Linked DNA regions of Mus musculus: all the other regions are linked to region 2. The links are chromatin contacts, called in public Hi-C and HiChIP or PLAC-seq maps. All regions are on one chromosome and are shown on one strand. The core of a region is the stretch at or near the end of the contact, and the rest is flanking DNA. Distances in the headings are between cores, read along the strand shown. Region 1 holds the start of Spdye4c (speedy/RINGO cell cycle regulator family, member E4C). Region 2 has its middle 71 kb from the start of Gm14009. Region 3 overlaps Gm39928 (a long non-coding RNA gene).

Region 1 (3,905 bases), core at 1,031-3,530, 350 kb before region 2:
TGAAGCTCTCTTATGGCACGAACAAGAGCTGATAGCAACTTTATTTTGTAAATGTTTGGGTGCTAGCGCATTGCAAAAGCCAGATCAGTAATGTTTTCTGTGTTCTTCTCTCCAAGGATTCGTCACAGAAACAAAACACCTCCACATAACTCTGGGGCCCTTCATCTGTGTTACCTGGGGGCCCATGTGCACTCTAGGGAGCACTCTGGGGAGGTTGGAACCTTTGCTCCCTACACTCAATGTTCAGTTTTGAGAGTTGGCCCCAAGCATCTAATCCTCAGTTCAGAGGACCCACCCAGAAGTCGGTAGAAGGCTTCGAGGTCCTCAGGGCGGTAGCTGGCTCTTCTCTTCTTGTTCAGTATGAGTTTCATCCCCTCTATACGGTTCACAGCCCATATGCTCCTTTTCTTCCCCCTCCTGGGGAACTTGAGCTTTGAGGTGGCTCCAGGGGCAGCTTCAGGGGTGGCTGTGCTGGAGGCCAGCACGCTGCCCTCTTGGATAGCTGTGGGAATAAGAGCTTCTCAGTATAACCATGGATGTGGCCAGGCTGAGAACACTGGCAACCTCCTGACCACTGCTCAGGAATCCGTCACTTCTCGAAGACTAAGTGACGGTAGTAACTTGGCTGTGACTGGCTCTTCATGCAGGGACAAGAATGGACATATACCTGCTTTGACATCCACAAGTGTCCTTGTCTTGTGAGCCCTCTTCCTTTTGGTTCGCTGCACAGGGACATCCCCTGCCGAGGCATCACTGGAGGCAAGAGTGACACAGACTTCTGGATCTGCAGGAAGAGACCTCACATGACCACAAGAAGACAACCTGGACATGGTTGGGTTCTTCCCTTCTCAGAATTCCATGTGACATCTAGAAACATCTGGCAGAAATTGCTTTCACTTATCTACACATTAGAGTAGACATTGAGTTACAATGAAATATTTTATCAAGCTCCAGCTGTTCTCTGGTACCTCTTTCTGTGGATCATTCTGCCTGTAAGACACCCCAGGGAGATAAATGAATTTGCTGATCTTTTATCTACAATTGCTACAAAAGTGAAGAATAAAGTTGATGTCCTAGATCATCAGGACACCCCTTGCTCTGGCCTTGTAAAACTTGATTTAGAAGAGTTTGGGAAGAGGGAGGAACTAGGCACAGTGGTATGCTATTTCAAGTTGCATTTATACTTGGACAAGAATGTCAAGGGGCCTATGCCGGGGCCTAGCAAACACAGAAGTGGATGCTCACAGTCAGCTATTGGATGGATCACAGGGCTCCCAATGGAGGAGCTAGAGAAAGTACCCAAGGAGCTAAAGGGATCTGCAACCCTATAGATGGAACAACATTATGAACTAACCAGTACCCCCGAGCTCTTGACTCTAGCTGCATATGTATCAAAAGATGGCCTAGTCGGCCATCACTGGAAAGAGAGGCCCATTGGACACACAAACTGTATATGCCCCAGTACAGGGGAACGCCAGGGCCAAAAAACTGGGAATGGGTGGGTAGGGAAGTGGGGGGGAGGGTATGGGGGACTTTTGAGATAGCATTGGAAATGTAATTGAGGAAAATATGTAATAAAAATATTAAAAAAAAAAGAATGTCAAGGGGCAGACACCTACCCATCTTGATATTGTCCAGTTTTCTTTTTCTTTGGCCCTTTTTCCTCTTGGATCTCTGCTCAGGGACATCCCCTGCAGAGCCATCACTGGAAGCCAGAATACTGGTGACCTGTGGAGCTGCAGGAACAGAAGACCCCACGTGACCATGAGAGGCACCCACTTGGCCAATGCTGGGCTCTCCCCTTCTCAAGCCTAGTGAGGAATTTACATGTAACACCTGAAGACAGCAAGAGGAATGCTTCCCCCACCAGGTATATGCTTATCTACAAAGGTGGCTTCGAGCTGAGTTCCTACGCACCTTTTTTTGCCAAGCAAACACTGTCCGCTGGCACCTGTTTCCCTGAATCATTCTGCTTGCAGGACTCCTTTGAGGAGACAGGTGACATCTCGGATCTTCTGTCTGAAGCTACAAAAAGTGAACAAGAAGTGACCTCCTGGCTCAGCAGGACAGCCCTTGCCATGCCCTTGCAGAACTTGACTCAGAATGGTTGGGGAAGAGGGAGGGGCTGTACTGTCCCACCCTGCATTCTTCTGGGGACCAGGGGCGAAAGCGCCAAGGGTGACACACACCTATCGTTGCTTTCACAGGCACTTTTTTCTTTTGACCTTTCGTTGGCTTCTGAAGCCGTGGTGTGGTATCTGAGGCAACTGGTGTGGACATGATGGAATCCTGTTGTCTTTGGTTTCCCAACCAAGGAGACAGCCCCGCTTGATTCCAACTCCAGGCTATCTCTGTGTAGTCTTCTTTTACTAAAACAAAAGAAAAATAAAAAGTTGCAGTGGTTAAATAGTTAATGGTGGCTGAAAGTTTTTTTTTTTCTTCTTTTGAGGTAATGGGACTTGAATGTAGGACTTCACACATGCAGGGAAGCACTTCACCATGGAGCTCCATGCCATCATTCCTGATTATTTTTTGTAATTAAAAAAAATCTATTTATTTTATGGATGAGTGCTTTATCTGCATATACACCTGTGTGCCAGAAGAGGGCATCAGATTCCTTTATAGATGGTTGTGAATCACCATGTGGTTGCTGGGAATTGAACTCAGGACCTCTGAGTGCTCTTAACCACCGAGCCATCTCTCCAGCCGCTGTTTTTGATTCGTTATGAAACTAGAATTTAATCTGTGCATAAAGAATACCTCATGTAGTCCTTGTAATCTGTGAAGAACTGTAATCCACCTGCTTTACACATGAGAAGGTGGACTTGTGTAGAGTGTGTCCCCTGACTGTGGCTAGGCCACCGTGGGTTTGCCAATGGGAAGAATGGCTATTGCCAGTCATGTTTCCAGTTGGGTCAGTATGGATGATTTTACACACCTGTTTTCTTTGATATTACCTCTTTATATGTCTATGAGCCATTATAAATTCACAGGCAATTAAATCTTGTTAAAAATACAGCCCAAGTAGCCCACACTGTCCTCCTTGTGGCTCCTTCTCAAGGGCAGTCATTGGTGGACAAGATTCCTCTTGACTGTCCCCCTCCCTGTTTTCACTCTTTCCCCTTTATCTCACATTACCTTTTGTTTTGTTTCCCCTAATCTAAAACCTGATTCTGTTCCCACTGTATCACCAGTTGTCCATCCTGAGACTCCAGTGGATCCCTGACATACGCCAAGACTCTCTCTCTGAAGAAACACAGCGCAGCGCCTGATACTCAGCCTAGCACAGCATTGGGTGACGCCCGTGTGAGCACCTGCTCTGGTCTCTCAAGCTCTAGTCCTTCCAGGCACATTCAGAGTGTACCCAGAGCTCTGTCTCACAACTGTGAGGAGGGCGGTGATAGTAGCTAAATGGGCTCAAACATTCTGAAGGTCCTGTTGACATCACACCATTCCGTCAGAACCTGCTCTCTAGTCTGTTAAAGAAATGCACCCGAGGAACAGGCCATGGGCATCCAGGGTAAAAAAGATGCATGCCTGTCCCCTCTGGACAATCAAGTGATCTTCTCTTGTCTCCCTGATAAATTCTTTTTGGGCTTCACCTTGTACCTAAATCACACTGTCTAAGAATACAAATGAAACTGTGTTCCTGAAAGGGTAGATTCAGAGCACACAAGCATTGACCCCTTCATCCATAGTACAAAGCTGTGCACACAGTTTACTTTGCTGTTTGGGTTTGATTCCTATCAGAATACAATCAAATCATCTTTCAAATCTTCTATGTTGATACTAAGATTGGTATGCAGGTTCAGAACTTACACCTAGAGACTGATCATACATTACTTTCTCCAAATGATCTTCTTGTGAGAACAACCTACATAACCAGTTCAGTACCCCAGGGAGGA
Region 2 (4,074 bases), core at 500-2,999:
CAGCAAACACGTGATCCACTCAACTGTCTCGCAGCCCCTGCAGTGAGCATTCTTATGGGTGGCTTCAAGGTCTCTGTGAAATGGAACACAGTGCAGAAGGACACGGGTCCAAGTCTTACAAATAACACTAGAGAAACCAAATTGTCTTCAGTGAAAGAAATTGACACCTGTTCACCGGAAGGCTCGAGTGGATGTTATTTAATAACCTGATGATCTTTTCTGCTCTGGGGAGCCTCACCTGAATCCCCTAGACTCCTGACTGTTGTTTCTCGGTCGATAGAAGCCATCCCCATGAAAGAGGCCCCATGTACTGTGCAGAAGAAGTTATGCTTATTCCAAGGCTTTAATGCAAGTGTTGCTTCTCTGTCAGCAGAGCCCATCCTTAGACTTATTGCAAACCCTTCCTGCCTAGGCCTTATCCGAGCATTGTTTCACAGTCAACAGAGCCCACTCTTGAGGAAGAGTTCATAGGTGACAGAGTTTTCAGTGTAGCCATGCCTTAAGCTTTATTGTGATAATTGTCAGGAGGAAACTTTCTTCCAAAGTTTTACTGTGTTTAAATCTGTAAAAAACAAAAAAAAACAAAACAAAACAGCGCAGGGTCAGACTCGGGAAGTTTGAACCAGCCTGGCTAAGGAAGCTGTGCTGAAGAGAGTTTCATTCTTGCCTCTCCAAGGATATTTCACTGCTGGCTGTGACTCTTGAAGGGACCTCCACAATACAGGGAGTTGGACAAAGTGGCCTCCACCCTGGTCTGTGGCAGCAGTTACATAGACCAGGAAGACCACAGAGAAGACTCTGTCTATCCGGGACCCTATTTGTGATGACCAGCCAGGGCTGTCTGGACCTCTTGGCCGGGCTTCCTAAGCAGTCTCCTAGTTCCTTCATTTGTTGCCCCACCCTCACATCAGGGAACCTGGGGCTCCCTTTTAGCCTCCCTACATCTCCCTAAAGTCCAGCCAGCACCACTGGTTCTTGTAGGGAGCACCCAGCACTCCAGGTCGCAGAGCAGCTAGACCCCATGAGGACAGCAGCTTTGCTCTTTGTCAGCCTGCTGGAGGCCCAGAGATTCCAGTCTCACCAGGTTCCTTTGTCTAGTCTGTTTGTCCCAGAGGTACACAGCAGGCACTCGGATGATGTCATTTAGGACAAACCCTTTGCAGGCAACAACAGCGTTTAAAGCCTGAGAAGAAACACCCCCTCCCCTCTGTCCTCCCCTCCCCCTCTGTTCTTCCCTCCCAACTCTTCCTTTCTGCTTTATCTGCACCAAAATTCACTCTCAAGGAAGACGTTCTGTCCTAAGAAGAAACAGTTGGATAGCAGTGTGAACAAGAAATAAAAATTAAATGTTAACAATCCCTGTTAGCATCCTGTGGCTGGCTCAGTGTCCATTGTCAGTGATCCGCTGGGTTTTTTATGTAATTTCTTCTCTATAACCTGTCTTTTCGCAATAACAGCTTCCTCTGCCCTGGGACTTCCATGTCCACCCTATTGGCTGCACAGAAGGCTTTGCCCTGAGCAAGTTCTTCCTGCTCATACCATCTTGTGGGGAGGCTTCCTGTGTCTAATTAGACAATTCCAAGGTTTGGGAACTTCGTCTGCACCAGGGCCTTTAATTTCATGTAAATTCGGTAGATACAAGTATGAGATACGAGCACTTTCAGTCCTGAAAGAATGTGAGCACCATACAGTGGTTTCCATTTCCTCTCATCTGATTCATTTCAGGGGATTCTCTGGGTGACCCAGGAACTCAGTCATCTCAAACTTCCTGCCCTGCCCTTCCCTGGGGAAGGAGGGGGAAAGGAGCCAAGCCTAGAAAGTCTACAGCCTGCTGGGAAGCTTGCCCTCTGACCCTAGAAAAGCCAGAAAGACCGGTTTCCAGGGTGCAGCGGAGGCTGGTAACTTTACCCTGAGGCTGCTTTTCCTCCTGGGAACTTCCTGCTGCATACTACCCTCTGGCCTCTCTGAGACCCCCATGCTCAGCACCCGCCCTCCCTTCAGGTACCTTTCTCCCTGTTTGTGTGCTATCCAGGGAGAGCAGCTTCTGTTGTCGGTGGTCCAGTCGCAGCATCCACCTAGTTGGGCTGTGCTCAGCGTGTACTTCAGGCTGTCTTGCCAAGAGCCAGTTGTCCTTCTTCGTGTCTTCAGGCTCAATTTATTACTTCAGAGAAAGAGACTTATACCTGGAAGCCATACCACCCGCTTGGGCAAATTCAACCAACTTTGTTTTTCTTTTTTTAAATAAAGAAAAATGTATTGAGGCTGTCCCACGTGTACTGTGCACCAGTCTGATTTGCCTTGAGAAGTGGAGGTCAGGTGGAGAGAACAAATGATAAAGCGCTGATAAAGTGCTGGCATTTACCACAGTGGAAGTTGTTTTGCACTAGGAGAGCTCATCTGAGTGGAAGTCTTCACCTTTTCAAATACCTGAGTAGAAATTGTAGGCAGGGAGTGGCACTCAAAGTCAATATCTCCCTCCTTTAGGATATTCAAAAGTTTGGATGACAAAAAAACAAAAACAAAATTCCAACAAAACAAAACAAAACCAACCAAACAACCACAACAACAACAAAAACAAAACAAACTTGGGTGTGACTTCAGCACTTAGCTATTAGGAAAGAGGCCTCCAATGTGCAGGACTTGGTGATGTGTTAGAATGGCCGGTGGTGCCACAACAGCACCAAAGCAGTTCCAGGTGGAAGAGGTTGTATTGGAAGGGAGAGACAAAGAAGAGGCAAAGAGAGAAAAGGGGGAGAAAGGAGAAAAAAGAGAGAGAGTGAGGAAGGGGCATTCTCCTTATTTATATGGAAAATGATGTAACACAAGTAAGGGTGGGAGGTGAGCCAAGTGAATGCTGGGAATATGGTGGTCATTGTCTTGGCAACCGGTCTGTAGGTCACAGGTCGTGCTGTTGCCTCATAGGTTTGGAATGTCCTGATGCCAACACTTGGTCTGGGATCAGAAGTTGGACCAGAAGAATTATGGCTTGAACATGGTGTAGACAGCTAGAAGCTCCTGTTGAGGGGATGGTCTCCTGCTGGTGGAGTCTATCATTGAAAGTCACTGGATCACAAACTCCTGATATAATCCATGACGTAACCCACTGACGGATCCATAACTCCAAGATATTGTTATTTGGAGGTGGTGCAAATGGTCTGGGGTGGGGCTCAGGAAGTATGTCAGAGTAGGCGTGGTCTGGAAAGATAACCCTTGCCCCTGATCCTTCACTGTCTCTCTCTTTGTTTCCTAGCCACCATGAAGCTAGCAAGGGTTGGACTGACAGTTTTTTTGGTGGGCTGTCATTATTATTTTACATTTCTGAATGGTTTAGCTCATTTGAGATATAAAACCTCAACTGGATGTTTATGGGCTATCTAATATGAGTGCTGTCTTATGGGCCATCTAATATGTATGCTGTCATTATGGCCTGGTGGACGGTGAGGAGTGGGGTTTCAGTGAAACAAAATCATTTTCCTTCTCCAACATGTCTATAAATCCACCAACAGGACAATCCATGGAAAAGTGAAGCCATTCTCAAATGATGTGCAAAGGAGTGTGCCCAGCTGTGGGGGCAATCGTGTCCATGAGGCCATTTGCTCTGATTGCTTTCACCTGGTGTCTTTGAGGTCTATCCGTGCTGTTGCAGGCATATTTAAGGGACATTTGGTTGCTTCCACATGGTAGCTTTGTGAAGAATGTTGTCATCAGTAAGTATAAACAAGTTCCAGTAGCGTGTATATTTTCAGTGGCCTTGGATCAACTGATACCTAGAAGGAGAATGGCAGGGTCATGTAATAATGCTACAGTTCCAATCTTTGATTTCTATGATCTTAGACCATTAGATTTCTAAGCAAGGCAACTGAACTTTGTTGCATTCCAATAATGGACAAAGATAACAATTCCTCTACATTTATTTCAACTCTTATTATTATCGTACATCTTTTCTGTCGTAGTCGTATGTATGTGCAGTGGACCTCACTGTGTTCCTTACTCGCCTCTCCCTAATGGCAAGTCATGTTGAGTATCTTCTCCTGAGCTTTGGAGCCTTTCAAAAGCTTGTTACTTTGTGGATCT
Region 3 (4,058 bases), core at 362-2,861, 300 kb before region 2:
GCCTTTCTTCTGAGATGCCTGTGGCCCAGGACCACCCTGAGGTGGAGGGTAAAACACTAGACTCTCCAAACCCTGGCAGCACCAGTCTCTTCAAGAAAGAGACGTAATTTGTTCTGCAGCAGGCTAGTAGCAGGCAGGATAGAGAAAAGGGCTGTAGGGTCTGATGCCCTGGGGTCTGTTATATATAATTCCTCATCTACAAAAAACGGGCCAAGAGGGGCTGGAGAGATGACTCAGTGGCTAAGAGCACTGGCTGTTCTTCCAGACGGCCTGGGTTCTGTTCCCAGCACCCATATGACAACTCACAACCATCAGTAACTCCAGTCGCAGAGTTTCTTACACCCTCTTCTGGCCTCTGAAGACACTGCATGCATGTGGTACACAGACATGCATACAGTTAAAACACCCCTACATATAAAAATAAATAAACATTTTACAAAAATGAGCTGGGAGAACCAGCCACACCTAAGGTGGCGTGGTCATGTTTTGAGAGACCATTAGCCAGAAGGGAGACTCTCTGTGTAGGTGACCTCCTTAAAGATACTGTTCTCAACCAGTAAGGTTCCTTGATGCACAGTCCCTGATCATGGTGCAGGCTGCTCTTCTCCGTGGAGCTGCCTAGGCAATCCCTTCATAACCCTGCCCGCGCATCTTCTCTGCATCGCTAACTCCTTACTGCTTTAGCAGTGAGGTGCTTATTGCACCCAGCAGTTGGTGTGCAGGGAGCAGAGACCGTCTGTTGGCAGCCTGACACTTGTAGGCAGCTGAACCGAGGAGCCTAGCAGCTCAGGTGATGGAGGGGAGGCTTTCTGTGCTTGTTTCCTGCCCTTCCCCCTGCTGTGAGGAGACTGACCGTATCCCTAGTTCCTTATAGGCCATCTATATTGGGCAGTGTTGAGGAAAAGGAAGTTTTCTGTGTTCAGAGAACCATGCAATACAATTTTTGGAAGCTGCACTTGGCTTGAGGTCTGGCTCCAGTTTTGTCAGGTGTGATCCCCAAAGGCCTGAGCTAGGTGTTACAGAACACGACAACTCACTGTGGCACTGTTTCTAACGTGAAGGTGGTGTTTGTCCGGCTCCTGTATCCTCTTAGACAGATGGCCTTGTCACAGTTGCCCATCCCACAGAGAAAGGGTCTTGACTGGCACCCAGTATGAACCCTCTCCCATCAGGAGGCTGCTAATTCCAAGCCTGAGCACAGAACCCTGCTAGCTAGAACACTTTGGTGCCCTGCACACACACACAGCATGTAGGCTGTTCAGGCCTCTCAGGATGCATCTCTACACAGCGCTCCCTAGTGGACAGAGGAGGCCCAGTTCTTCACATCTGCTCAGTGATATCTCAAAAGAAATCTCTCACCCAGTCTCTAAGGTGTGGCACTTGGCTGCTGGGAAAAGACACAGTTTATCTGGCAACTAAAATTGTTTTGCAAGAGGTTCCCACAATTATGGTCTGAGGGAGGGTCCCTGCCAGCTTTTCTTAGTCACTTGGGCTTAGTGGGGGGAGGTGGTTTTTCTTTATTTTGTTCTGAAGGCAAAAGCCATCTGGGGGCAGGGTAATTACCCTGAGCCAGGGAGACAAAGGGACTGCAGTTCTCAGCTCAGCTGCAGGTGGCTGAGAGCTCTGGTTGGAATGTCACAAAGTACCCAGGTTGAAGGGTGAGTCAGAAATCCTTAGGTCACTTGTGGTTTTCTTTCATGGTTTTGCTGTGACTAGTCACTTGTTTTTACTTAGCAAGAACAACAGATGTTTGGGTGTCTGAAAGAGCACTGCCTGCCCCCTGTAGTCCCGGGGCTGCCCCAGTCTGGTAGAGAGGAGATACACTGAACATGAGACCCAGCAAGTCACTTACAGTGCCAATGTGAATCGTAGATAAGCAGTGGGCATCCCTGGGCACCGATAACGAGCCAGGCTTCTGTGGTGCTCAAGTTAGCTTGGAGTGGAGGTATCAGATCATTTATTTGAGTTACTCACCTTACTGAGCCAGTCCTCTGGACCCTCTCAGCCCCATGGAAGCAAATCCCTGCCTCGGAAGTGTGTGTGTGTGCTCAAATCTTGGCTCTGCTTCTGTATAGAAGCCAACATCTCTCACCTCAAATTCTGTTGCTCCTTAGATATAGAGTATATGTTTAAGCTCTGCATTGGGATTCTTTCCACCTTGTTGGGCCTCCAGACACTGGACAGCTGTTATTACCAGATGCAGACACTCTTGTGACTAACAATAACAGACTGACTAGAACCACTGTCTTCTGAGGTGCAGGGGCCTCCGGCCTCCTTTGCTGCTCAGGCCTGAAGTGGGATTTTTCAGGGTTTCCTTAAAACAAAAGGTGAGGCTTCTCTGCACTCTACAGAAGGGAAAGGGAAAGGACACACCAGCTTGGGCCCTTCGCTGCAGGTCTCCGAGTGGTTGCCGTTTGCTAGTGAAACAGAGCAGAAGCAAAACTGGGGATTAAAGCTGGCTCTTTCACCACCGTTCTCACCTGTGGGCCTAGTTTACCTGTGGGCCTGGGGCTTTAGTCTGTAGTCGGACCATAGATGGGTTAGAATACCACAAGCGAGTGTTATGGTTTAAGGATGGTGTGTTTGAGCACTTGTGCCCAGCTGGTGGAGCTGTTTTGAAGGATTACAAAACTTTTAGTGGATAGAGCCTTGCTAGAGGAAGTGGGTCGTTAGAGAAACGGTCTTAAGTTTTTATAGCCAGGCCTCACCTCAGATCTGTCATCTGGTTCCTTCATGCACAGTGCGGCAAGATGCCTTACTCTCCCGCTGCCGGGCCTTCCTTGCCAAGATGGACTATCCTGACTCTTAGACTGTAAGCCAAGAGAAACCCTCCTACTTTCAAGTTGCTTCTTGTCCTGCATTAGGTCATAGCAATAAGAAAAGTAACTAAAGCTGGGAGTGGTGGCCCATGCCTTTCATCCCAAAACTCACGAGGCAGAGGCAGGCAGATCTCTAAGTTTGAGACCAGCCTGTTCTGGTCTACAGAGCAAGTTCCAAGGACAGCCAGGGCTACATAGAGAAATCCTGTCTTGAAAAAAAAAACACATAAAAGCAAAACGAAAAAGTAACTAATACAGTGACTGCTTACAGCATAACCTACTCTGGACCCTGCCACCAGGTCAATCACGAAGGCTTGAGGGGCTCTGGCACATAGGGCTCCTTCTCTGCTGCAGGAAATTTCAAATATCTAGTGTCTCACAGACGCACTACTGGGGGCGAGGTGGGGGTGGGGGTGGGGGGGAGTAGGAGCTGCAAGACTCTGATGCAGGCATTATTAGAGAGGAATGTTATAGACCATGCTCCCAGGGAGAGGGGCAGCAGGTCCCACAGAGGTCACAGAGCAAGGAGAAGGGCAGAGCTACAGGTGCGCTTTGTTCCCTACCTGCAGTACTCTAGCACCCAGAAGGAGCACAGTGCTTCCTTTAACATTCTTTGGTACTAGAGCCCAGGACCATTTATACAGGCTAATCCTAGCAAGTGCTCTACCCTTGAGATGGACCTAATATTCTAATTCATCTTTATTATTTATTCAGTTATTTATGTGTTTATTCATTTGTGTACACACATACACACACACACACACACACGTGTGTGTGTGTATGTTAATATATACCAGATGACATTCTTTTAAAATTAATTAATTAATTCACTTTACATCCTAATATCAGTTCCCCCTCAAGATGACACTCTTATTTAAACTGCCCAGGCTGGTGTGGAACTTATAGCCCAGACTAAACCCTTGGGCCTGAGTCCCCCTGCTCCAGCCTCCCAAGGGGCCGGGATTGTGACTTTGTGCCTTCAGATCTAGCTTTGTTCTCTCGTTTCTGAGATGGGGTGTTGCTATGAAGTTCTGGCTTCAGACCCCTGATTTTCCTGCCAGCCTCCCATGTCTCGGGATTATAGGTGTGCGTCACTGTACCTGGTTCTCCTTACTTTTTAGGTTAAAAACTGTTGACCTTGAGCTCCCTAAGTAGCCAAGAACGACCTTGACCTTCTGATCCTCTTGACTCCATTTCCTGATTCCCAGAATTATAACTATGCTTCACAGCGTTTGGTGT

What was found. A called contact is a pair of places that touch in the nucleus more often than the background predicts. HiChIP or PLAC-seq counts read pairs in DNA pulled down with a chosen protein or histone mark.
Region 1: a Hi-C map of bone marrow-derived macrophages shows a contact between it and region 2, with 24 read pairs. The contact joins the promoter of Spdye4c here to the enhancer-like site in region 2. A contact is called at or near these places in 2 of 39 promoter capture datasets (embryonic stem cells and neutrophils), 1 of 484 Hi-C or Micro-C datasets (bone marrow-derived macrophages) and 3 of 9 other capture datasets (adipose tissue, liver and macrophages).
Region 3: a FOXA1 HiChIP or PLAC-seq map of pancreatic cancer cells shows a contact between it and region 2. The contact joins two enhancer-like sites. A contact is called at or near these places in 2 of 484 Hi-C or Micro-C datasets (the HPC-7 cell line and olfactory sensory neurons) and 1 of 115 datasets of contacts at active chromatin or transcription factors (pancreatic cancer cells).

The regions. Positions count from the first base shown.
Region 1 is chr2:128,590,716-128,594,620 of GRCm38.p6, reverse strand. It overlaps Spdye4c (speedy/RINGO cell cycle regulator family, member E4C), which reads right to left and starts at 2,280. Exons shown (of 9, transcript NM_001310641.1): 1 at 2,190-2,280; 2 at 1,918-2,025; 3 at 1,620-1,736; 4 at 668-784; 5 at 296-502. The coding sequence starts at 2,280. Gm36203 (a long non-coding RNA gene) reads left to right here and starts at 2,708. Exons shown (of 9, transcript XR_866725.3): 1 at 2,708-3,520; 2 at 3,807-3,905.
Region 2 is chr2:128,238,491-128,242,564 of GRCm38.p6, reverse strand. No RefSeq gene overlaps it. Among named protein-coding and RNA genes, the nearest start is that of Gm14009, 71 kb to the right of the region's middle. Within about 2 kb of position 1,749, at least 112 of the 459 cell types and tissues checked have an H3K27ac peak or open chromatin away from gene starts, as enhancers often do. A contact at or near this core is called in bone marrow-derived macrophages, embryonic stem cells and pancreatic cancer cells, where this site is marked.
Region 3 is chr2:128,542,289-128,546,346 of GRCm38.p6, reverse strand. The region is part of intron 1 of Gm39928 (a long non-coding RNA gene); the gene reads left to right. Among named protein-coding and RNA genes, the nearest start is that of Gm39928, 5.4 kb to the left of the region's middle. Within about 2 kb of position 1,611, at least 140 of the 459 cell types and tissues checked have an H3K27ac peak or open chromatin away from gene starts, as enhancers often do. A contact at or near this core is called in pancreatic cancer cells, where this site is marked.